4 separate regions of the Mus musculus genome follow, and all the other regions are linked to region 3. A link is a contact called in public HiChIP or PLAC-seq data. All regions are on one chromosome and are shown on one strand. Each heading gives the region's core, a stretch centred on a gene start, on an enhancer-like site or on the middle of the called end of the contact. The rest is flanking DNA. Distances are from core to core; before and after follow the strand shown. Region 1 overlaps Sh3bp4 (SH3-domain binding protein 4). Region 2 holds the start of Agap1 (ArfGAP with GTPase domain, ankyrin repeat and PH domain 1). Region 3 overlaps Gm28888 (a long non-coding RNA gene). Region 4 overlaps Sh3bp4 (SH3-domain binding protein 4).

Evidence for each region. HiChIP or PLAC-seq counts read pairs in DNA pulled down with a chosen protein or histone mark.
Region 1: an H3K27ac HiChIP or PLAC-seq map of thymic regulatory T cells shows a contact between it and region 3, with 13 times the contacts expected there. The contact joins two enhancer-like sites. A contact is called at or near these places in 6 of 39 promoter capture datasets (cranial neural crest, embryonic stem cells, hippocampal neurons and 2 more), 2 of 484 Hi-C or Micro-C datasets (Th1 cells and nephron progenitors), 11 of 115 datasets of contacts at active chromatin or transcription factors (the NIH/3T3 cell line, differentiating embryonic stem cells, embryonic forebrain and 5 more) and 2 of 9 other capture datasets (adipose tissue and embryonic stem cells).
Region 2: an H3K27ac HiChIP or PLAC-seq map of embryonic fibroblasts shows a contact between it and region 3, with 8 times the contacts expected there. The contact joins the promoter of Agap1 here to the enhancer-like site in region 3. A contact is called at or near these places in 1 of 484 Hi-C or Micro-C datasets (embryonic stem cells), 5 of 115 datasets of contacts at active chromatin or transcription factors (the NIH/3T3 cell line, embryonic fibroblasts, embryonic stem cells and 2 more) and 1 of 9 other capture datasets (embryonic stem cells).
Region 4: a FOXA1 HiChIP or PLAC-seq map of pancreatic cancer cells shows a contact between it and region 3. The contact joins two enhancer-like sites. A contact is called at or near these places in 5 of 115 datasets of contacts at active chromatin or transcription factors (embryonic fibroblasts, embryonic stem cells, extraembryonic endoderm stem cells and 1 more).

The regions. Positions count from the first base shown.
Region 1 is chr1:89,075,928-89,082,042 of GRCm38.p6, reverse strand. The region is part of intron 1 of Sh3bp4 (SH3-domain binding protein 4); the gene reads right to left. Among named protein-coding and RNA genes, the nearest start is that of Sh3bp4, 8.6 kb to the right of the region's middle. Within about 2 kb of position 3,547, at least 30 of the 459 cell types and tissues checked have an H3K27ac peak or open chromatin away from gene starts, as enhancers often do. A contact at or near this core is called in Th1 cells, pancreatic cancer cells and thymic regulatory T cells, where this site is marked.
Region 2 is chr1:89,452,392-89,458,412 of GRCm38.p6, reverse strand. It overlaps Agap1 (ArfGAP with GTPase domain, ankyrin repeat and PH domain 1), which reads right to left and starts at 3,602. Exons shown (of 18, transcript NM_178119.3): 1 at 2,821-3,602. The coding sequence starts at 2,983.
Region 3 is chr1:88,472,403-88,479,126 of GRCm38.p6, reverse strand. The region is part of intron 2 of Gm28888 (a long non-coding RNA gene); the gene reads right to left. Among named protein-coding and RNA genes, the nearest start is that of Gm29538, 13 kb to the right of the region's middle. Within about 2 kb of position 3,471, at least 105 of the 459 cell types and tissues checked have an H3K27ac peak or open chromatin away from gene starts, as enhancers often do. A contact at or near this core is called in the NIH/3T3 cell line, Th1 cells, embryonic fibroblasts and 3 more, where this site is marked.
Region 4 is chr1:89,106,717-89,112,912 of GRCm38.p6, reverse strand. Sh3bp4 (SH3-domain binding protein 4) reads right to left here. Exons shown (of 6, transcript NM_133816.3): 2 at 5,577-5,655. Among named protein-coding and RNA genes, the nearest start is that of Gm34331, 6.3 kb to the right of the region's middle. Within about 2 kb of position 4,117, at least 148 of the 459 cell types and tissues checked have an H3K27ac peak or open chromatin away from gene starts, as enhancers often do. A contact at or near this core is called in embryonic fibroblasts and pancreatic cancer cells, where this site is marked.

The DNA of each region.
Region 1 (6,115 bases), core at 2,298-4,797, 600 kb before region 3:
TTCCTAAAGAACACTCGAGACTATCTAGGTGTATGTGTGCTAAAGGGACATCATTCTGGCAGTCAGTGAACTACAAGTTAACAGTAAGCTTGTGTGTAGAAAAGATAGTCTTCATAGGGGACCACCCACCTTCCTGATCGACTTCAGAGAAGCCAGTCCACAGGCAGATTTTGCACAGCTATTCCCATCAGCAGAGGCAACTGGGCGATAAAATGTAGAACTGTAGGGAAAGGCTCTTCAACGGAGAGTAATTTTATAAAGATCTCACAACAGGACTGGAGGGAAAGTGTTCCACTTGTGTGGCATTCATGTGAGGTTGCAGGCAGGGAGCCCAACTCCTCTGCACACCAAGACTTTGAGGAAGGGACTCAAGGGCTCAGTCCCTTGCCAGGTCACCTCCCAAGCTATGTCACCCCCTGGACTGCTCACCCCCTGGGTGGCTTGCCCTCTGGCCTTTCAAATCATGCTCACACATCTAATCAAATTTCCCCAGTGTCCTCAAATAAAGTTCAAAGCTGACAGGAGCCCAAAAGGGCCATGTCCGACCAGGCACCTGCCTCTGGCATCCTCCCCAGGCGCTTTGGAAACTCTCTTACCACTGCATCCCTTTTGGTTCTTTGGATTCTGCAAGCCTGGAACCTGACTGACGACCAACTAGCGGGTAAACTCCTACCTTACCTACCCTGACCTACACATTCCTACATGACCTAAGGCTTGAGACTCCTCTCCTGCCCCAACTTCAATCTGTAAGCCCTACCTTCCTCCCCCGTGTACTTTAACACTCTCTCATGCGATGAGTAGACACCCCTGCAGAGCTGTCTCTGGGGTCTCCATACCTCCTTTACCTACTTAGTCAGGCAGTGAGTGGGTTAACATTAAGCCCAGCGCTTGACCTCAAACCCAATAAAGGGAGCACCTGGCACTCAGAACCAAATCGCAAAGCTAATGAGCCCTGAGTGTTTCAGACCGCCAGCCAAGCCAGTCCATGACCCTCCTTAGGGTTTTACAAGGCCCCCAAAATGCTGCTTCATGTTACCAATGGGTAGATGAGTCACACGCACAGCCAATGCCAAAACCACTCTCAGGAGACAGGCCAAAAAAATATTCCACCCATAAATTGGTTTTTCTCTCTTGCCAGACTGAAGAAGTCCTGTGACACTGAACTGCAGTCTGGAGAGAGAACTGTGACCTGGGGCAGTCAGCAGCCGGGATCAGGATTTCTCTCAATGAACACAGAGGTTCCCAAAGTCAGGTCGGCGCCTTTCCCTGTGCTAAATCACAGGCAGAGTGCAGTCTTTCTGATAGAGAGCCCCTAAGTCTCTCCTAGGCGACCTGGAGAGCTCAAGACCTTGGCTCTCAAACCTGAAGACATGAAAGTCACCACCTGTCCCCTTCCTAGGTGCAGCCCCTCACCCTACCCGAGGGTCCCAAGAGAAACACAACTTCCAAGAGTAGTGCACCTTAGGGAACCAGCCCCGAGGAGAGGTGGGCAAGGGGGACTGCTTTTAGAGCAAACAGAACCTGCCCCCAGCAGCATCGCCTCGGGAGGGGCTTTACTGTACAGGATGAGAGTCGCCAATAGTCAATCACGGTGAAAAGGGCTTTATAGATTTTGACTCATTCTAAGGGAAGCTTGTACTGAACGATGCTTATGTTTATGAGATATTCCCTGAATGTAGCTTATGATCAGAGCAACTATGAACTGTGTGGTTACACGGTTAAGTATGCCTTTACTACCAGCCCCCCCTCACTCTGGAGAAAGAGGCAAGAGAATCTCCCACGAGTTCAAGACCATCGTGGTCTCTTCAGCGAATTTTAGGATAGCCAGGGTTACATACTGAGACCCCCCCCCCCCCCGTCTCAATAAATATAAAATGTGCATGATGAACCTCAACACGAACCTAGAGTCAAAAGCAGGAATGCAGATCCTATTTATCAACCTGAAAACATCGACTTCAGACAAGCACCTTAAAAAAAAAAGTATTTGTCCAAAACAGATCCCTGTAGCCAGAAGCACCATGCCGTAGTACCCTCAAATCTCACATAAAAATGTGAATGGCTCCGTCATCTGTGTGGAGACTACTGCTGTGAACTTCCTCCCCTTTAACACTCTCCTGTGTTCTAAAAGGAACATTTAGTTATTGAGTAATAATGCAAATTCAATGCAGAAACAGATTTTGGTTGGGGGGGGGGGGGGGAACAGTGATAATTTTTAGAAAAGGAAAAAGCATCTGTTTTGTGGACAACTCCTGCATCTATAAAGTACTCACAGTGCAGCAACCATGCTTCCCCAAGCCCCAGCCAAGCAAGGCACAGGATCCTCTAGCAAGCTGCTTCCTCCCTTCCTAGAGTCTCTCTCTGCTTCAGGCAGAGCAGACCAACCTACGTCTGGGTCCTGGAGCACAAACTGCAGTATCTCATCTCTCTTCTTCCTCTACCTTACCCCCCTCCTCTCCCTCTACGGGGCTCCTCCTCTTCCTCCTCCTCCTCCCAGGACCTTGAACAAAGGGCAAGGTAAACACACTTGCTCTTTAAAGGTCAGCTGGAAGGTCCAAAGAACCAAAACCCAGTACTCTGTTCTGATGAGAAGACATCCTGACCAGGTCACACCTCCATCAGGTCACTGCCCTGACCACAAAATGCTCCATTTACTCAATATTTAAGAACAGAAGTGTGCACACAAGACTCACAAGAGGCCCTAAGTCAGGATGAATCCCAAATCTACCTGGGACAGGGTGTGGACACTTCTCATGATATCCTTTGAAAATCCCAATAGCAAGAGGTCCGCCCTGAGGTCAACACTTACAGACCCAACTTCAAAAGGAAAGACCGGGGAAGCCCAGGTTCTTCTGCACTGGGACTCGAAACTGGCCCAGCCAAAGGCCACTGTAGAGGCCTCTGGGGAAAGGAACTTCTCAAATTCTAGCTCACCAAAGTCTCTTTCAGCTATTGTTTGCCACGACGGCCTGGTACAAATGCAGCGCGCTAGGAGAACCCCCAATAGGCTTTCATTTACTTAATTCCCAGCCAGGATCTTCCTGGATGACTTTGGTTATGCAAACTAGCCCATTTCAGATTTGACAGACCACAAAGAAACAGCTACTTACAGACATGTCGCAATGCACGACAGAGGGGAAAGTCCGATAAAGTCAGAAAGAATCTGAAACCACAGAAGAAACTCTTATGTTAAAAATCACAGTTGTTTCAAGTGGGTATCATGTGTATGTGTGTGTGTGAGCGTGTGTGAGCGTGTGTGTGTGTGTGTGTGTGTGTGTGTGTGTGTGTCCAAACAATGACAAGTCCTTTGACTCTCTCCTAATTCTGATAAAAACATAAGCCAAACTCGGTGTGGTGGTGCGCACAGGAATAACGATGGATCCTGATGTCTTATCTCCACTATGGTCTTGGAGAGGTACCAAATTCAAATGCCATTTCCTGGCCCCAACCCTTAAAAGGTGAGCTATTCAAAGGTTTCCCAGTACCTGCCAGGAATAGAACTGCTCTTTGAAAGGCTTTAGGAACATATTTCTGAAATGAAACACAAGTTTTGTGATAGGATGTCTGGCTGAGAATAAACTGTAGCAGCCAGGACCATGTGGCTATGCTCTGCTCACCCCTTTAGTGCCACTGGGCTGCACAGAACACAGGCTGCTGTGGACCAGCACGATGCATTAGTAGTTCATAGGTGAATTGTTTTCTGGTAGTACCCCGATTTTCCATACATGCATGGACTACATGCAAACTTCTGACAATGCTGTCTGTCAGAGCCATAGTCCTTGGTGAATTTCAAACACTTAAATGCATTTGAATTTTTTAGCATATTCCACAGACAACTTTGTATCCTAAAGCTATTGAACGTTCAAGCCCCTTTACAAAAAGCAATAACATAAGACTGATAGACAAAGGCAGGGTATATCTGCCTGAATTAAAAATTCAATTGTATACAACTCTGTGATGGTTACCTGACAGCATTTTAAGTAAGCTTATTATTATTCATAAAATAAGCCAGGAATTACTCTGGTCATATATGCTAAGTTTTTAGAGTGCCAAGATACCTTAAAAGAGAAAGTTAGGCTTGTCAGACAGAGTCACCACTGCGTTTCACTCGGCCAGTGCACCCCGTTGTGCCTAGAAGATGCATAGATTATGAGATATAAAGAACAGGGGAGGAGGTCAGCCAGTAAAGGGACTAAGTTCAATCTCCAGAACCTAATAAAAGCAAAAGCAGAGTGTGACAGCACACACTCATAATCACAGTACTGGGGACTCAAAGACATACAGACAGACAGACAGACAGACTGACCAACCGACCCCTGGAGCTTACTGCCGAATTCCAGGTCAGAGAGAATGTCTCATAAAGTAAAGGACTGATGGCCATGGCTGTCCTCTGGCTTCCACATACACATGTACACACATGCACCTGCACAGAGATACACATGCACCCACACATAGGCATGTTTAACCCCCCCCCCACACACACACAGGTAGACTAACTCCCCCCCCCACCACCACCACACACACAGAGGTAAAGGCAAAAGGACACTGGATAGACAGATAAATGGTACGGGTCAGCTCTTGACCTTGGGAGACCAGGGGGGGCTCTGTTTGGGGAGACCTGATGGACCCTGGGGATGAAGGTACATCATGAGCCATGTCTTTAGAACAAAAGCCCGCCACCAGCCCTCACAAAGGCTGTGCAAGAGCTGCAGATATTAACACCTGGGCAGGTATTTGCAGGTTGTTCTTAGGCTGCTAGACCTGAAGAATGTCTCTCCCTCCTTCCCTGGACCTTCAATCCTACTGCCCATGTGATGTCAGCCCCTGAATATCTGAGAGCATCTCGGCCCTACCCTAGCTCCTGCCATCCTGTCTATCTACTTACCCTCAAGTGATGGATCTGCTTCTGTTACTACTCGAAACTCTTCTCCTTTGTCTTAACAGCACAGCTCCTTCAGAACTAACCCGCAAGCCTCCAGGCCTTCATCCTAGGACTCTCAGTTCTCTTTACTGTAACACAGCACCCGATGCCACCTGCTTCGGCATCGGCACACCCTTAGCCTTCCGGCCCACCTTCACGGGTGACCCAAGGTGGCAGCTTCACAGTGAGTCTCCAGAGCCGACAAAGCAGAGAAGAGCCCAGGCCTGTCCCCTTTCTCCTGTGTTTCTTCTCTTCTCCTGCCTGTGACCTGATGTCTCCTCCAATACTATACATACTACACCGAGGGGATCCAATGTCTCCTCCCTACCAGACCTGCTAACCATAGCTGGCTGGGGCTGACGATGTCTTGCTAAGCATGGCTAACAGTGGAAGGGCATTTCTCTCCGGTGTACCTAATGCTGTTAAAGAGCATGCCTAGGCTTTAAAATTACTTTACTGCTCATCATGGTGGAGTAAATCTAAGCACCCATTATCTGTGTGCTAAGCCCAATGATTTCAAAAAGACCCTTGACAGAGCCCTGGACCTTTTTCCTCCTTTACCTGGATGGTCCCCAGGAAGGCTGCTGGACCTCCTTACCCCTGCTTTAACCTGCAAGATCACCTCATCACACACACCTGAGGACCAAATCCCTTCTAGCCAGTTTTCTTCCAAACCAGAAGCAACCAAAACCCAGCAAGGAAGGACCTACCATTACCCTGTGATAAAAAGGCCACACAAGACTCCAGAAGGCAGCTGGGGAAACTGGCCTCTGCCTGTTCCTCCCAAACACACAGCACTTCCTTGAATAATCTTCTGCACCAGGGAAAACATCACACACACACACACACACACACACACACCAGTGATACTGAAGCCTGGGTTCATGTGAGCATCATCTGGGAACTTTTGAAAGTTATAGATGAGCTGGGAGGACAGTTCAGTAGGTAAAGTGCTTACCTTGTAAAACAGGAGGACCTGAATTCAATCCCCCACCGCGCACTTCAAGAAGCTGGCATGGTAGCACATGCTTGCAACCCCAGGACTAGGGGCTCACTGGCCAACCAGGTAACTTGGTGAATCTGAGGCCAGTGGGAGACCTTGTTTTCAAAAGCAAGGTAGAGGAGAATTGGAGAGATGGTTAAAAGCACTTGTCTCTCTTGCAGAGGACCTGGGTTCAGGTCTTAGCCCCCACAAGA
Region 2 (6,021 bases), core at 2,353-4,852, 980 kb before region 3:
TCACTGTGCACATAAATAAATACCAGCTATGATAGCGTTCACAAGACCAAGGCTGCCAAAATTCCAGCACAGACGAGGAAGGGCTCGTCCCTAGCTGAGGAGCATCTGGCACTTAATGACTGCTTTGGGGAGGAAGAGTCAGTTTTCTTCAAGGATGTGGCCCCTAAAAGAGCAATGGATGCTCCAGTGGACAATCCTGCACCAGTGCACGTATGCACAGCAGCAGTAAATGGGCCTGTGTATTTGTAATGGCAGTGAGAGCGAGGAAGCGCATCAAGTTGGGAGGGGAGATGGGAAGTGACTGGGAGGCAGAGATGATCAAAGCACACACGCATGCGTGAGGTTCTCAGTAAGAACCGTTTATCCTCTTCTCACCCAAGACCATCATGCTACACAACTTGGCAACGCTCTCACTATGCCAAACACCGAAGAAGCAGATGAAAGACCTGCCCGTATCTTAAAACTTACACAGAAAGGCCAATCCGTTATAACCCATGAATTAGGATTTAATTACAAGAGGCACAGTGAGGTCCTGAAACAGTGATGCATTGGGAAGACAGAGACCCGGGGCCTGACTGACCCTTTAGTTCAGAGGTCATGACCCCTCCCAACCTCCACCTCCTCCTCTATATGGTGAGGCCGTTGTGAATACCAAAACATCTGTCCTCCAGTTCTCCACAAATGTGCAGTGTACCGCTGTAGATAAGTAAGGGCTCAACGAACAGAGGCAGATACCACCGCTTCTTCTCCGGGCTCACTGAATTTACTACAGACTTGGCACAATATAGGCATTTCTAGTCCTAGCCGAAAGAATAGCATTATCAGAGTCTCCAGCATGAGCCATCCACTAGCTCAGGTTTCACTGAGAATGACAAAGGTTATAAAGAGAAGGGGACATGGACTCGTCTTATTAAGGTGAGCATCAAGCTATCAAGGAGAGATCATTGCGGAAGAACAACTTTAAAAAAAAAAAAAAAAACACGAAAGAACATCCTCTTGCTAACAAGACCCTAGAGTGTAGCTTTAAGAATGGGAAATGAGTCACACTCAGCTGGAGGTCTTTCTCTCCTCTAGAGCAAGAAGCTCCAGTCAGGTGCATTCCATTCCTGGCACCAGCTTTCAAAGGGTTTCATCAGACTTCTGTATACGCAGCCAGGAAGCTGAGCAGCCATCTGAGAGAAACACGAGAACCTTTCAGCACTTCTGACAGGAACCCACAGACGGCTCTCAGAGGAACCCATCAGCTCTATCTCCTCACCATCAACTGGGAGGATGATGAGGGGAGACAGTGCCCTCCTCAACACCACAAAACTCCATGACACACAGAAGAAGCTGTGCCTCTTAGTGGGTCTGGAAGCATCTGAAGCCACCACAGGCAGCCATGAACACTCAGGGGGCCCAGGTGCACTGAGAGCCAGTCCCTCATCAGGATGGAGCTTGCTTGGACCCTCCCCTAGAACTACAATATATCCGGTGGATAGTCAGTCAGTCTTCCAGCCTGCCTGGGACGTGGTTCAAGTACATGAGGCTGCCAAATGCCAAGAGGATCAGCAACAGAGCCTCCACCATCTCTATCCAAGCAGCCAAGTTTTAAACCCAAATACTTCAGGGTTAGAAGTTCAGAACACACGGGAGCCAAGCTTTCTTAGGGGCAGAGGCCGTCTCACAACAGGGGGAGGAGTCGGGGGAGGAGCCCAGGGCAGTACCTGCACCTGTTTTTGAACACACTCCTGCTAGACTTGGAAGGTTCCCATGGCTCTCAACAGAGGACTCACTAGCCTTTGGCAGGCGCAGTATTACACTAGGACAAGCCACCTGCAGGCCTTTTACTGTCACTGGCCAACAGCAACTCAAGAGGATAGACTGCTAATCCACTGGCTGATCTATGACACATTACCCATTTAGATGCCACCTGCTCCCCCAGGTAAATGATGGCAGGCCCGAAGAAACAACCCAAGGAAACAGGTCAGGCACCTAGTAGGAGAGAAACGGGAGCCATGGGTAGTCCAAAGAGAGCACAAGCCAGGGCAAAGCCACCGGCTCCATCCTCCCCTGCAGGGATACTGCCTTGCCTGACACTGGGGGCTCAAAACAGTGTTCTGTGCAAACACAGGCTTACAGGCAGCAAGATCATCCACTTTTCCGCCCCTTGGGTGGCTCCCAAGTAGCCGACGGATTAAAGTGCCCCTTTCAGCAAGACAGTATCAAGGTGTCCTGCCTCCCAAGAAGGGTTATAATTTGCCTCAGGATTTTAGTACAAAACGGCCAGCGTTTGTACAACGCCAGTCCGATCAGCACTGGGGCATGATACTGCCTGGGTCCCATTGGCTTCCTACATGTGCCACCTCCCCTGTATCCGCGAACTGGAGGGGGGGGGGGGTAGCCAGCCATGAAGCAACTGAATAAGCTGGCCGGAACAGCATCCCCAGCAGCAGCGCTTCTCAAAACACATCTTCAACGTCCACGAAAGACACTCAGGCCGGGCCTGATAACCTGTCAGGGATCCAGTGGCGCCATCCCAAGCAGCTGCCCCCAGGCGTCTGCTGGGCCCGGACGGGGCTTGCGGGCCGCCCCGGACGTAGCAGCACCGTGCCACTTTCTCACAGGAGAGACTCCATTGTCCATTATCAAATGAACGCTGACAACCCATCTTCCCTGGCTGACTGGCCGGCCTTGCGGGACAAGAGGCACCGCAGTGCTCTCTCCGCCGGGCAGCCGCGTGTGTACACACGCAAGCACACACGCGCGCACACACCCCGCCGCGCCAGGGGCGCCCGCTCCCCCGCGCTTTCCAGAAGCCCCGGGCGGCCTGGCCCTCACCTTCGATGGCGATGACGTGCTCCCGAATCTGGTTCTGCAGCACCGGCTCCTCCACGCGCTCCAGCAGCTCGTAGATGGAGTAGATGTTGGGGTGGACCGACTCGAAGCGCTGGATCTCGGCCCGGATGGCAGCCGAGTTGGCCAGCTGCTGCTGGTAGTTCATGGTGCAGGCGCGGCGCCCAAAGCCGCGCGCCCCCCGTCGTCGCCGCCCCGCGCCCCGGAGCCCCGCGGGCCACCGAGACCCGGGGCGCCGCAGCCCCCGGGGAGCACGGAGCCGAGGAGGCGCAAAAAAAAAAAAAAAGAAAGAAAGAAAGAAAGAAAGAAAGAAAGAAAAGAAAAGAAAAAGAAAAAGAAAAAGAAAAGAACGCTGAGGATGAAGCAGTAGAGGGGCTCAGTTCATAGCAGGGACCAGCGTCCCGGGTCAGCGGGCCGTCCGGGAAGACCGCGGCGCCATGGAGCGCGGCCGGCCGCGGAGGAGGCTCGCTCGGGCGCCTTCCCGCGCCGCAGCCGCCCGCACCCCTACACGCCGGCCGGCCGAGCAGCCATTAAAGCGCAGGCAGCACGGCGCTGCGAGCGCCGGGGCCGAGGCCCCCGGGCAGTGGCCGCTCTGCTCCGGGCGCACGGCTGCGGCTGGGTCCGCGCGCTTGTGAGTGCCGCGCTACCGCGCGGGCCGGGGCCCTCAGCTGCCCTGCGCCGTCCGCCAAGCCGGGACCGAGCTGTAGGCGCCTTGCCAGCCGCGGAGACCGCTCCGAGCGCCGCCCGCCGCTGCCCGGCCAGCCCCCTCCCTGGCACGCAGGGCTCTGGCCCACGTCGGCCCCGCCCCCGCCTGCGCTCGCCGCCCTCCGGCCGCCGCTGCGTCCTCGGCGGCGCTTCCCAGCGCGCCGGATCCCGGGGAATTGCGCCAGACCCCGCCCCGCGCTGCCTCTGGGCTTGCTGGGACTTGTAGTCCATCACGCCGGCCGGCCCGCGCGCGTGGGGTGCGCTGTGCGATCGCGTCGCAGCGCACTGGGCGGGCCCCGCGGGACGTCCGGATGCCGCTACAGCCCGCGGATCTGCGAGCTGAGAGCCCTGGTCCCTCTCGGTTATCCCTACTGCCCCGTGCCAGCCCCCGCGCCTCTGTACGGGGAAGGTGGCGCACGAGCCCGCCCGCCCGCCCGCGCTTTTGTTTGTTTGCCAGTTGAGCGCTTAAGGAACCTCTGCGACGCGCGGGGTCCCCTCCCCCCGTCTGGCAACTTTCTGCCTCCTTTCTAAACCCAGCAGGATAGTTACTTCCCTTCCCATGGGATACACGGGAGTCCAACGCTTCATCAATAAACTAAACCTGAGGCTGGGGTGGTAGGTGAGACGGAATTCCACGGGGGCTTCTAGGCTTTTCCACGAAAATGTTGCACAACTGAGTTGTAACCTCCACGCCGCAGCCCTCCGAGCGCCCGACACTAACCCCACTTTAGCCCAGTCCAGGAGCCCATGAAGCTAGACCGCACTGCAGCTGAGAGCTCATGCCAACGACTCCAAATGAATTAGATTGTTGTAGATTTCCAAGGATCCAGGACGAGTCCGAGGCCGTAAAGGTCCTGGGTCTATGCACTGTCTCACCATGCAGGGGTGTTTTATAAACAGCCCACATTCCTGATTCAAATGCCCTGGGCTTTACCTGGTTCAAATGCAAGCTAATGGGCAGCCCAGGGCCCCAGGCAGCCTAGCTCTTGGTTCTTGGAACTCTTCCGAGTTCCAGTGTTCCTCAAGCCAGTGTACTGTTCAGCCTTCCTTGTCCCTAACACAGCAGAGGCCCTGGCTTGTTCTGTGCCTTGCCTCTATCTTCGTCCTTAGCAGAAACACTAATAGAGATGCTGGCATGTGGGTTCATTCTACTGTTCGTCCCTACTCCACCTTGAAACCCCAACTCTTTGTGAAATAGTTCCAGGACTCCCCTGCTTCACATCTGGCTTCTCAATCTCTTTGGGGGTTCCTTTGTACTTCTCTAAGGTTTAAATATGGATGATGCTGGGAGTCAACCTTAGACCTGTTTTATTTGCCTCTCTTATGCCTTTGAATATCATATAGAGGTTGATGACACTAAATTTTCTGTCCCAGACCTATCCACCTGTCCCCTCCTCATCACATCCAACTTTTGGATTGAACATGACTTTTCTCCTGTTGGACATCCTGTAGTCTCAGCACTTAAGAGACTAAAACCAGAGGATTGCTGTGGACCCAAGGTGAGACTCTGCTTTAAAAATATAATAACAAAATAAAAATCAGACATCTTCCCCATACCTGTGAACCTCTTCCCACCCCAGTCCGAGGCAGTACAGACCTTTGTTCACTAATTTGAAAATGCAGTGTGTGGTCTTTTCTTCCCTTGTTCTCTTAGATCCCAGAATGTCAGCTCTGCCTTTGGACGGAGCCAGAATCTTCTCGCTTTCTGTCATCCTGCTGAGGCTTCATTATGTAGTCTCGGATTAGTGAATGAGACCTAACCTAGGCATCTTCCCTTTTCCTGTTTCCTCATTGACCAGTCTCAAGAAAGTAGTTCTAGTGAGCCTCTAGGCCATGGCTCTCCTCTGGTCACAGCTCTCCCTCCAACGCCACCCATCCTCCCTGGCTCCCCCAGCCCTCCTGGCTTGCATGCATACCACAAGCTGGGTAGAGTCTCCATTTCCACAGCTTGTGTTTGTTTTTATTTTGAGATTTACATATCTCTGGCTACTCTCAAACTTGCTGTTTAGCCAAGGTTGACCTTGAATTCTGATCTTCTTTCCTCATCTGAGCTGCATCTCCAGTGTGCATTATCCTACTAAGCTTGTCAATTGGTCTACCACAATCCCAAGGGACTGATTAGAAGACACAAGACTCCATTATTCATAGCAACAACAGTGGACAGAGTAGTGGTGGTTTTATATGCCCATGAACTGACTTCCAAGTCACACAGGGTTGTATCAGGGGCCAGGTGACACAGGGTGGCTCTGTATGAGCAAAACCCTGGCCATAAGAGTCCATGTCCTTCAGAGAAGAGCAGAGACGACCCATGTCAGAAGAGACGGAACTCTGGGCTTCAGGACCGACCCTCTTCTCAGGAGCACTAGCCACTATGTCAGAGCACCAGAGACCACACAGCTCAAACAGCAGAAGTGTAAGATCCAGGTGTCAGCGAGGTTGGCTTCTCCTGTGGGCCCCTCCCCAATTCGGAGACAAGCGTTT
Region 3 (6,724 bases), core at 2,222-4,721:
TCGCTCCAAGGGAGAAAACATTTGAGAGCTGGTAACAATAGCACAAACTTGAACTCAACTTCAGTAAGCTGAAAGTTAGAGTCTTACACATTAAGTTGAAACATATGGGGCTGTCCTTTTGTGGGTCAAAAGGAGCTGAGTATTATCTGGCTCTGCAAAGAGCCAGAGGTGGTGAATGACCTCATGTGGTCATACTAGAAGCTTTAATGTCTGGTTTTTATTTATTTTATATGTATGGGTGTTTTGCCAGCATGTATTACTGTGTACTACATCTGTGCCTGGTGCCCAATGAAGCTAGTAGAAATTATTAGATTCTTTGAGACTGGAGTTACATATGCTTGTGATCTATGTGGGCACTAGGAATTGAACCTGTGTCCTCTGGAAAAGCAAGAAGTGTTCTTAACAACTGATCTATCTGTTGAGCCCCTGGGTTCCTGCTCCCCCCATCCCCAAACATTGATTAAGCACCTATTATAGGCAGGGCTCTGCTGTTGAGATTGAAATACTGAGCTAGACCTGGTCCTTGCTTTCCATGGAGGTATGAACAATGGTTTTAACTTGGATCAGCTATTCATTATAGCAGCTCTCAGATAAAAGTGAGGCTGGCAGATGGACACCCAAGACACAGACATATGGACTTGTGTTAGGAAAGTTCAGAGACCCTACAAAGTGCTGCCAAAGGAGAGGAGTTACTATGCAATCCAGCCTGCAGCTAAGATCTCCATGGAAACACACTGCCCAGCAGCTGTTTGCCGTGGGTGCCAAAGCACCGGATGCAAATTGCCAGAGGTGGTGAATGATTTCAGTATAGTAGTCTTTTCTGAGCACAATGGGGGAGTTGTACATGTGCATTCACAGGCAGTATACACAAGACCTGCACAAACTCAAGTTAGACAAAGTCCCAACCTGCAGGAGAGGGGGCCAAAATTCCACCATGAGTCAGAAAGCTTATTGCAATTGCTAGCTACTGGAAGAAGCAAGATCAGCTTTCTTCAATGAAATGGTACAGTGTATCAACTATACTCCAGGGAAGACCCGGTGATCAGGAGTCATCAGGCAACACAAACTGAACCCTGAACCTTGCCTCCTTTTTTTTTTTTTTTTTTAAGAGAGAAAGAACATAAAGGTGGGTGGATTGGGAGGTAGGGGAGGATCTTGGAGGAATTAGGGGGGAAAAAAGAATAAGATTAAAATATATTGGATGAAATTCTCCAAGAATAAACAAAACTTAAAGGAAAGAAAAGAAAGAAAGAAACTCAAAGGTCCTCTTGCAGTAGGAAGGGTTGGGAAGCACCATGCCTGCTCCTAGCTGTGCTGTTATTGTGAGGATTGAGGTAGATCTTCACACGTGGAACCCAAGGCTGACCTGCTTGGTGAACTTGAAGACAGAGAAGGAGAGCAGGTCAGAGACGTGGTGGGACAGGATGCACATGATGGACATAAACAGTTGGACCCTCATAGCTGAACCCTTTGAGAAGTTGTACCAATGGACTTGAGGAGACGCCCCAGTCAGAAAAGTGCTTACTTTGCAAATAGGAGGACTTGAGCTCGCTCCCCCAAGTCCATACTACAGAAAGGCCAGGCGCGGGAGCACATGCTTGTAATCTGAGTGCTGGAGAGGAACAGACAGGTGGGTGGTTAGCCAGGCTAGCTTAGCTGTTGAGATTTGGGTTATCGAAAGAACTTGTCTCAAAAAACTAGGTCAATAGGATATAGGAGGTTGTCCTCTAACCTCGACATGCACCTACACACATGAGAATGCACACACACGCACACACACACACAGCAGAGGATCATGGCATTTATTCTTTATAATCTAGCTATTCCTTCTTGGGATCTCTTATTACACTTGCATACACGTGGACGCAGATCCCTGGGTTACAGGAGAATGAAGTGAATCCATACATGCACAATGCTGTGGACAGCCACGTCTGCAGAGCACTGTGAGGTTATTGGCCCAGAATGAGAAGAGAATCACTGACCTCCTTCTTAGCTTGACTTTTCTTCATGGAGTTTTCCTGACAGCCCCATTGATCTGTTTCCAAGCCGTGTGTTGGCCCTGCATAATCTTCATCCTTCGTAACCCACACGCGCACACACACTGCTCGTTCCTCGGTGAGCACATATTTACTGACGGCAAAGGAGCCCTGCCTGGAAGTGCTTCTGAAAGGGCTCAGCTGCCTGTGCTCCCAATGAGAGGGACCTTTGCCTGACTATGGTTCTCAGTGCTTTGCGGGAAGCCAAGCGGCTCCGATAGAGCGGAAATGGATAGCATTGCAAAACAGCCTTCAAAAGTCCTTCTGTGCAGAAATGGCTTGGGCTCTCCCGAATCATTGAGTCGGGTTGCTGGCGGATGCTAGTGAAGTCTGTGACTAGAGTATTGTGCCACATGGAGTGTGGCTGAGAGCTGTCAACAACATGCTTTGAAAATTAGCCTTAAGGTGCGAAGAGGGGTCTGCCTAATCTTGGCTAGCTAGTTCACTTGAAACTAACTACACCACTCCCGCAGAGCATCATGGAACTTCAGTGAGCAGTGCGCGAAGCAGGAAGAGCCTCCTCCGCTTGCGTACAGCATTCTAGGGTTCAGCAGGCTTTCTGTCACCATTCCCCTTAATTTTCTGTTGTCTTTGGCTGCTAAGAATTCACCATAGCATTCCCAGAAATCCATGGAGCTTAGGGAAGAAGAGAGGAGACAGTTTTGAGACAGTGGAGAGAAATGGGTGAGACTTTACTAGGAAGGGATGAACTAAGTCTACTGATGGAAAAACAAGACTCAACGCTGGAAGGGAGGGAGCAGAGTCATCTTTACTCCCTTGGCCCTCCACAGCTCACACTTTTGAGCAGAAACCTCAGAAACGAGGCAGAAAGGGATTTCAAACAGGCCCTGGAGGAGGCAGAAGGAAGTATGTTCTCAGCTCTTAGGAACTTGTCTTTGGGAGAAGTCAGCCATGCAACTTGCATCCTTGGGGCGGGACCTTCATGGCTAGGACCCTCTTGAAGAGGTGACTCTCAGGAGAGAGAGAGAGAAAGGGGTCTTAAGAGCCTGGGAGCACTCTTCATAAATAAGTAAGATCCTGATGTGGAGATCAGTAAAAAAAAAAGGCTTGAAGTTTGAGTTGGGAAGTTGGGGTGACCTTTACCCTCTTCCCAGCTCCCTGTAGGGACCTAATTCAGCTTATCTTATTAAGTTCATCTGAAACTTGCTTATGTAGATGATTAACTGGTCTATCGGGCTACACTTCACTTCCCAGAGAACAAATAGCCTTATTCTAAGCAAATGCCCCTCCCATGAGGTTGCTCAGTTTGGGTTGTGAGGGAGGGTTCTCCCTGGCTGGGTCCTGAATCCTTAAGTTCTCCTTGCCTGTGGGGGCAGGAACACAGCAGAAAGAGGTTTTCAGGAAGAAGACGGTTCCAGCCTGACGTGTTTGACAAGCAGCACCAGGAGTTATGACTTCCTGTGCTTTTGATCTCTGTATCAGAGCCAGCCATCTCAGGGTCCCAGCAGCGTGTGCAGCTTGTGGTTAGATGCCTTACAAATGCCTCACCGAGCCGCTTCGGAGCCCCAGTTAATGACTGACTTGGGTTTAATCATTCATTCTGAACAGCTCGTTCCCAGGGGCTGTTGCCAATGCAGCCCCTGGGTCTGGGTGACCCCACTCATTCCCACAGTGCTGAACTTAGTGCAAACCATCCTGAAGATGTTGCTTGACATTCTGCAAGGCCTCCGCCTCGTCTGATGGTTTTGATCACATAAGGCCAGCAGCAGAATTCTCTGCTGGATTGGAGAACTTAATCCAGCCAACGGTGGAGCTCAATTGCCATTCCTAAAAGGCAGCAGCTCTACCAGGGTTCTCTCAGCGAGACATTGTCACTCGAAGCTACTTTTTAAGCCATCAGCAAGTTTAATGTGGCCCCTATACAGAATAAAAGAGGGAGAGTGGCACTGTAAATAGCAACATTTTGCAAACACAGCCTCTCTCCTTTGATTCCTTTTCCAATCCCAAAGGTCTCTGAGAGAATGCACACAGACAGACATCAGGGACCAAATGAAGAAACCCAATTCATGCCCTCCTTGATGAAGGTGACGTCATAGTCCCCTCACACCCAGCCTTAACCTTTGGGGCCACCTCTTGTCTCAACCACCAGGCAGTATGACCCTGGCTAGCTCTCTCTCTTTCTCTACCACTGACTTTGAGAATGACTTCTGTTGACCTTGTGGGACACACACTCCACCTCGGTGTTAAAAGGTCCCCCCGGGTGTTTAGGGATGTGATTAATGTCTACAGAGCTCTGAATACACAGCCTCCAGTTAATGAGAAGCAGAAATCTGAGACAGGATGTGGTCTCCTCTGCCCTGACTTAGTCAAGTTCTGGGCCGGTTCCTATCCTGAGTCATCCAGCTGCTTCCAGCTGCCTCCAATCGGCCATAGGGCCCTGGAAAACCCATTGGCAGGCATTCTTTTTGACGTGTTCAGCATCGGCTAGCTCAGCTCTTTGTACTGTAGGAAAGGACATACGGTTTGCTGAGTGAGTCCAGTGGCTACAACTGCCTTTTTTATCGCCTGGCAGAGACTGGAGCCTCTTAAGGAGAAAGTGAATCAAGAATTGCTGTGACGTAGTTTGCAGGTTCCATGTGTTGCTGAGCCTCAGGCACCAACAGTGCTGCTAACGGGAGAAGACAGTTTGTGAAGCTTAGGGGTCCTTGTCAGAGATTCAGATGATACCCCTAAATTTCTTCTTAGGGAAATCTTTCCCAATCCCCTCGTTCACACAATCAAAAGAGCAAACTTTCAGTAAGGCCAGAGGGTGTCTTTTGTGTGCCCTTCTGTCTTCATGGATCCTTCCCAACCTAACAGGTTTAGAAGCCTCCCTAGTTCCCCCTCTAGGTGTATAGGCTAGAACCCCAACTCACCAGGACTTCAGAATGGTTGTAGTAGCCTAGCAAATGTTAACCCCTAAATGCTTCCTCTTGACTCTAATGTGGGAGAAAAATAATTAAAATGCCTTTGGTCCTAACACTTCACTTCCCCCTCCTGGTGTTTAAAGGCATTGCATCTTTTGGTTTGGCCTCTCCCAGTATGGCGGTCCCTAAGTAGTGGGTTGCTAGGTCTGACAGGGCAAGTGGCCCTTTCAATTACAGGTTCCTATACAGCAACTGGAAGGCGTTGTGGTGAAGCCAGTTCTTTATCCATTATTCCTCATGGGTCTCTTTGGATACCAGCTCACATTTTATTATGGCCCAGGGCTAGACCATGGAAATAAAGGAACTGGAACACTTTATAACCCAACCTCCCTGCAGAATCCTTGAGAGATGAGGGGATGCAGAAGTGTGTTGGTAAACACAGATGCGAAAAACCAGCTCAGATAGCAAGTCCTAGTCAGAACCATGCCAGTGGGCCCTCCCTTGAGTCTTTTTGTTAAAATCATTTATACATATGAAATCAAAATCAGATGTATGAGGTAGAAATGATTGGAAAGAGGTCAGGGCTAGAGCTTCATTTAGCATGAAATAATCAAATAGGTTTTATAGGTGTCTTTGATGAGACAGAGGGTTTCTTAATCCGATCTAGGAAATTTACTTTTACTACAGTGGTGATGATTTCCCTTTGACAACACCCGAACAGAACCGCATGCAAAGCAAGCAAATGATTCAGAGGGTCTTTCCAGGGCAGACGGCATGAGTGTTCAACAAGGGAGGAGGGAGGACATATGTCATCCACGCACACTGCTGCGCTCCCAGAGGCCAGGGTGAATGTCACCAGAAGGAGCTACAAGTTCATCTTGTGGGTCACATAGGACCATCAAGGAACCCCAGCCAGGGGCTTTGGGGAGATAGCTCAGAAAGCTAAATGCTTATCAGGAAGTGTTAGGACCTGAGCTTGAGCTTTAGAGCCCATGTCTAAATCAGCCATACAACTTTTGATCCCAGTGCTGGAAGGCAGAGAGATGCAAATACCTGGGGCTCACTGGTCAGCCAGCTCAGCCTACTTAATAAGCTACAGGACAGTGAGGGACAATGAAAATAAGGTGAACAGTTCCAGGAGAATCAAACCCAGGGTTGTCCTCTGCACCCCCATACCTACACAGACAAACAGACACACACATACACAATCAGACAGACAGACACACAGACAGGCAGGCAGACAAGCAGGCAGACACTCCCCCCCAATACACACACATAGATACACATATACCTACACATAGAGACAGATATACACACACATATATTTATAGAGACACACCTACAGACACATAGATATACCTACATACACATAGAGATACATACAGAGACACACACATCTACATACACATACCTATATACACACAGAGACAAGCCTATATACATGCAGATACACACACAAATACACCCACATGCTTACACACACACATATACATATGTGTACATAAAGAATCTCCGGGGGAAAGAAGATATGATCAGAATCAGGTGGCATTGGGAAGAAATAACCTGGATATGATGGAAAGCAGACTAAAGTGACAGGCAAGATGGGAGCAGAAAGCTTACTCAGAGCTTCAGGCTTACAGCAGGCCCCGAAGGAGGTGACATGGATTTCATTCCTTCTGTGCATCTTTTTATACGGCTGACCTGAGAGACTGGACTCAGTCAGGCTGAGCCAGACACAAAGCCAACACAAAGGGCTGCTTTAGCTCTTTGAAGAATGCGGCTGCCAGGGGACCAGGCAAGCTCATCGTGATTGACTGTTAC
Region 4 (6,196 bases), core at 2,868-5,367, 630 kb before region 3:
ACCAAAACAACAGACCACACTGCAGGAGCACAAGGTCCAAGTCTGTCCCTTACCCATAAGTCCTAGCATCTTCCTCGGTGAGCTAAGAAATCCCAAGTGGCCAGGGCCATGTCCCACAAAGAACTGCTTGCTATTCAAGGGCTGGCAGCCATCCCTGGGTCAGGTGCTCCTAGAGTGAGAAGCAGAGACCTGGTGACAGGGCAGGATGCACAGACAAGGGCAACCATGTGATTCTGCAAATCCTGAAGGGCAGCCTCAGTTCCCAAGGTCTGGCTCCCAGGCCCTGCTGTGATACAACTCTGGATCCTTCCAACTGCCTGGACCTTTCCTTGGCCATCAAGTCTGAGCACACATTTGATTCCCTTGTAGTCCACAAGACTCTGGATTCCTGTTTACTGATGGGGAAAGGAATGTCCAAGGAAACTAGTCTATGCAAATATTAAACTAATCTATGCAAATCCACACTAATTTATGCAAATTCCATTGTAGCTTGAATCAAAGAAAAATTGCCTGCACTTACGAGGACAATTGTTTGTTTTGTTTTTGAGAGAGTATTACTATGTGTGCATATAGGTACCCTACCTGGCCTGAACTTGCAGAGATCCTCCTGCCTCTGTCTACCAAGGGCTGAGATTACCGGGTATGGGCCATCATACCTAACTTTGAGAAGAGTAGCTATACATTCTTTGCATAGATAATTGTAATAATTCAAGAATGAAATACAGGGCTAAATATGTAGCTCTGGTGGGAGAGTATTTGCCCAGCATGCACAAAGCTTTGGTTTCAATCATCAGTCTCTAGTTCTGCATAACAGTCATGGTGACCATGCCTGTAAACCCAGCACTCTGGAGAGGAAGTGATGAGAATCAGGAGCCCAAAGTCATCCTTGGCTACATAGCCAATCAGAGCTAACCTGGACTATCTGAGGCCTTATCTAAACAAATAAATACAATCCAGTCTCCTTACTAGAGCTCCTTCATCCAGGAATCCATACACTGCAGACACACATGGCGTTCTCAGAGAATGAGAATGTCAATGAAAATTATGTCAGGGGCTAGACAGCGCATAGGAACCCATTAGACCCAAGCTTAGTTCCCAACACACAGGCTAGGCAGCTCATAATCTCTTGTAGCTTCAGCTCCATGGGGGACCCAACACCCTCTTCTGTAATCCAAGGGCACCTTTCTGTACTCAGGCTTGTACATATCCAAACATACGTAAAAGTGAAACAAATCTTAAAAAAAAAAAAACCAAAACAAAACGGGCAAGCATTTGCCCTGTGTGGGGTACTGGGAGTCACACAGGGCTGCAGTGGAGTACGCTGGAGGATGTAGGTCATAGTCAATGCGGCACGGAGGTTCACACTGGATAGTCTGAAGGGGTCCTGGGTCTCATCGCCCACCCCGTGGCTCCCAGGTGAGCTGTGCACCCCATCCCATTCATGTGCTGCTCCTAAGAGCCAGTCTGCTCCATCTGCTCTAAACACTGAGCAGACAGGGAACTCTGGGCACAGGGCCTGGGAATGAAGTGTCTCTCAATGGACTGGAAGGGTCTCCCATGTCCAAGTATATTTCATCAAGACATTCTAAGGCCCTTAATATAAACAACACTGGAATTTTTCTTCCTCTACAGCCCAACAGCTGCCCCCCCCCCCAGCCTCAAGTATGATTAGAATGTCTTCCCTGTCCCCAGGGCACACCTGCTTGAAAAGGCTGTCACATGGGCGGCCTCTTATAAACAGTAAGTAGGCTTAGGTTCCTTTCCTGTCTCCCCCCACCCCAGTCCCCCACTCCACCCCCACTGATCTTGCCCACCTTCAGCTGAAGTCCTTTACTGACTGAAGATGCACAGATTTTGTGGCTGTCTCAAGGCAGAGGTTTTGGAAGACACCAAGAACAACCTCCCGTAGCCACTGCTGGCCTCAGGCCTCCTTGATCACCTGCCAGAAACTGTGAGGTCACACCTGACCCCCAGAGAGGCCCACAGGCACCCAAGGGAGAGACTTGGCACTTGAATGTCAGATGGAGATGGTCTGAGCCGGCTGAGGGTTTCATGCTGGCCGGGCTATGGGCATTAATTACTTTGACTCTGTCTGGGAGCCACTATCTCCTGCTCTATGTCCTGATCCTAACCCACAGCTCAAGAGTGAGCCCATGACTTTGTCCCATAATGCCACACCTCCTAAGGGTCCTATCACCCCTCAGTGGTACCCCAGGCTGATAGTCAAGCCTTCAACACATGGGGCTCTAAGGGGCATTCAAGATACAAGGTACATAACACAAGCTCAAAATTTGTTAGTGACTCTCCACGATGCATAAACTGGTTTTCTAAAGAAAAAGTCGATAGGCAAGCCACCATACATTGATAGAACCCTCCTTTTAGACCATTTAATTTCTTAATTGTATATTTGACATTTAAAGACATTTACCATCCCAATATTAACTTCACCTGTTAATTTCTACTCTGTGGCTCCTTGTGGTTCTCCAAACAGGTCCGTGATGGGATCAGGGATGTGGCACATGCCCAATGACTCCTGTGGCCTCCCAGGTACAGACTAAGAAGTGAGTTAAGGTACCCTGGAGGGCACACAAACCCGGTGGAATTCTAGGCCTGGGCTTTTCTATTTCACACTAACCCCCTGAGCTAAGCCGGAATGAGGCCCTCTCAGAGGCCTATTTTCTCATCTGTAAAATGGGCAGGGAACACAGAGAGCCCTGGGGCCTAAGAAAATTCAAAAGGAGCAGGTGATCATCAAAGCTGCAGGGGACTCTGAGCCACACGCTGGTGTGGAGCTGGTGTGGACCGTAGAGGGGGATGACGTAGTGGGAGAGGACAGGACACACCGGACAGACAGAGAGCTCAGGCTCTCCATGACCTCAGGCTCCCTGCTTGTTCTTACCTGCTGGGCTGAGCTCTGAACTGTCTCAGGTTAGAGAGCACGAGTTAGACAGACTCCCTGGTAGACAGACTAGAGGGAGGGGGAGCGCATGGCTAGGTAATAAAGGTGTCGAATTTCAAGAGGAGGGTTCCTCACCTCCCCACTCCAGACTTGAGACAAAAGCCTGGTAGCCTAAAATAAAAGTCCTGGAGGCTTTGGTCTCCCTTCCCTGCTGAAGGTCCACCTCAGCAAATTCAAGGCTAGGTCAGGACAGGTCACATAACAGTTGTGGGCCCACCAACATTCATCATACCTGTCTTCAAACTAACTAACCCTAAATTAGGGGAGAGAAAACTTCAGACAGACAGACAGACAGACAGACACACACACACACACACACACACACACACACACACACACACACACACACAGCCCTAAAGAGACTGATATCCCTTTGCAGGCATAAAGACATGCGGCTTTACAGACAGAGGGCCTTTTCTCTGTGTGCCTGCTGCATGCCTGTGTTTCTAACCTCATAAAACCCTTCCTTCAACTGCTGACTCTCCCTGCTCCTGTTTGCAGTGTTTCTACAATTTCTACAATGTTACCTGTGGTGCTTAAGACTTTTCCCGCCTTTTAACGAACCTATCAAGCAAGACCCCTATCTATCTATCACAGGTACACGGGCTGGTCACACTGGCCTCAAAGATGACTTGAACACTGCCCCCATCACTTTGAGCAGCAATATGCATGGTCATAGGGCAAAAGATTTTCAACTGGAACCAACTGGGGTCAGGAGCAGGCTAAGCTTTTGCACCTTATATAGCAGGTGTTCTAAGTAAACAACAGAAATGGCAGCGCAGCACTTTGGGCATCGAAACGCTGGGCAGCTCTCTATCACAATGACCTCTGAGCCAATCAGGCTATGAATATAAACACTGAGAACATGGGACAGTTGTTTTCCTGGGACAAAAATCACAGGAACTGACCACTATGTATCACAGCCACCAAGTGTTGGGCTTTCTGAGTGCTGTGATGACTGACGGGGAGTCCCTGAACTGCACCCAAAGATATATCATCTCGGGGTAAGCACCCTTTGCCTACCTCAGCACACTGGGTTCTCAGGTAGGAGACACCAAGGCCCACTGGCTCGCCTGAGATGACAGAGTCACCCCAGGGCACCTCCTATTTCCTCTTCCCTAACATCTCGCTGGCCCTGTGCATCTGGCAGAGCGCCAGAAAAAGCAAACCACACAAATACCACCCAGGAAAGTGCTGGGGCCAAAGAGCAGTCGCACCCTTTAGTCTCCTCCAACACAGATCAGAATAGGGCCTGCTCAACCAGCCTCGACCCGAATAACCAAGAGCAGTAAGGCTGAAGAGGGAGAGCAGAAGCAGCCCCCTGCCCCATTTCCTGTTGCACAACCCTCTGGAAACCACTGTGTTCACCCAGAGAGAATCAAGCCACAGCCACCCATAGTAAATTCAGAGCCCTTCCCCCCCCAAGCCCCCAATGCCAGGCCAAAAGAATGTGTGGAATGTGGATGGCTCTCAGCTTGTTTCCACAACCCAAACACATCACCATCCACAGGGCAAGGAACTGCACTTATAAGGAAAAGGCCTGCTGCTGGCCACTTCCTGGGCATTAAACCCCCAGACCTCAGGAGCCTGAACACTGACCCCAGCCAGGGCTGACAGCTCCTGCATACTTTGTGGTATCCCAGGACACCCAGGCACTCTCCCTACCCTAGTGCACATGTGGACTCGAACACAGACAAGACAAAAAAGATCAGCAGAGACGTAGAAACAAATACCAAGGAGCTTTCTTGGCTTCACAGAGGGCACCGTGGATTTAAAGAAAATGCCTGAACAACTCTTGTAGCCAGCAGTGGGCTTTATGAAAGTGCATATATGTTCCAGAATGGAAGATGACATGACCCAGCAGCTGGTCCTCAAATTGCTTTTGCAGCCTCCAGAGCAGGCACTCTGCACTCAGAGGTAGTAGCCAGAAAGACACAAGGTGCCGCCATGTCATGTGTAAATTCCTCCTCCACTGACTTTACTGGGGACAGTGACAGTCCTACCAGCAGTCAGATGGGAAAGATCAGAAACAAATCCAAGAACACAACACCATGTACCCACTAATCCTCTTCAGCCCTTCCTCCCGACACTCCTGGAAAGGGTGTGTGCGTGTGTGTGATCTCGAACCTCAGGGCCAATGGAACCAACTGCTCATCACTGGACTTGAGAAACTCATGTTAAAATAACAGCTCCTTTGTGCAAAGGCAGGACAGGCCACTGGCCCTGCCCCATGCTGTCACCAGAGACAGCAAGCTGCTGGGCTGGTTTGTCCATAGGACATGAATGGGAATTCTCAGAAAATAAACAGGAACGTGGCCATCCCGGAAACACACAGGTGCCAGCCTCAGGCAACTGACCTTTGCCGGCAGGGCTCACTGAACTGGAGAAGATGAAGGGGGGGTGGGTAATAAGGGAGGTGCTGGTGATACCTGTGAAAGGACACATCACCGGAAACTTCTGAAAGTTATTTCCCCTTGCTTCTGTGAATCTCTGTGTGCTGGAAGCCTTCCTCCTCTCTAACCCTGATATGCATTCACTGGCCTGTGCATCTCAGGCACCAAATGCTGCCCTACTGGGTAGAGGTTAAAGGGATCAACCTTATTAAGGGCCTGCTTACCTGCTGGGGGATGTTGGCCTCTTGATGTCAGAGGAAAAACTCCAAGACTCCACCTTCCATCCTCGAGAAGAGGGATGCCCTAGGAGACAGAAAGGGCAAGTGTGAGAAGATTCTGAGAGTCGACTCTGTTGTAAGTCTTTGCAGAGGTGGGGGTAGAGATAGACAGTTAGGCAGCAGATCCGTCACTGCAGGCCTCCCAGGCCTGCGCTGCTGGAAGGACACAGCAACCATCTCTGGGCTACCTCTGCTCCAGCCACTGGTTATTCTGCTCCAGCCACTGGTTATTATAGAGCAGCAGCCAAACCCAGGTAGATTCCAGCCCAATGGAGCAGGTGTGACACACCTCAGGTATCTCTGTGACACAGTGAGACAGCCACAGAATGACCACCAGCAAGGGCAGAGTTGATCACCATACACCATGTAAGATATGGTGGGGCTAAAGGCTTGAGTTCCCGACGCCATCTACCACACGTCAACTTTCAAGAACTGGGGTGCTTGTACGGCTGTGCACATTTATAGGAAAGCTGCTCTGGGCAGCGTAGGAGGAGAAGGGTCCATTCTGAGCACCTCCCTACCTCAAATGCCACTCTACACGTAACAGCTGTCACACACGCAGACCC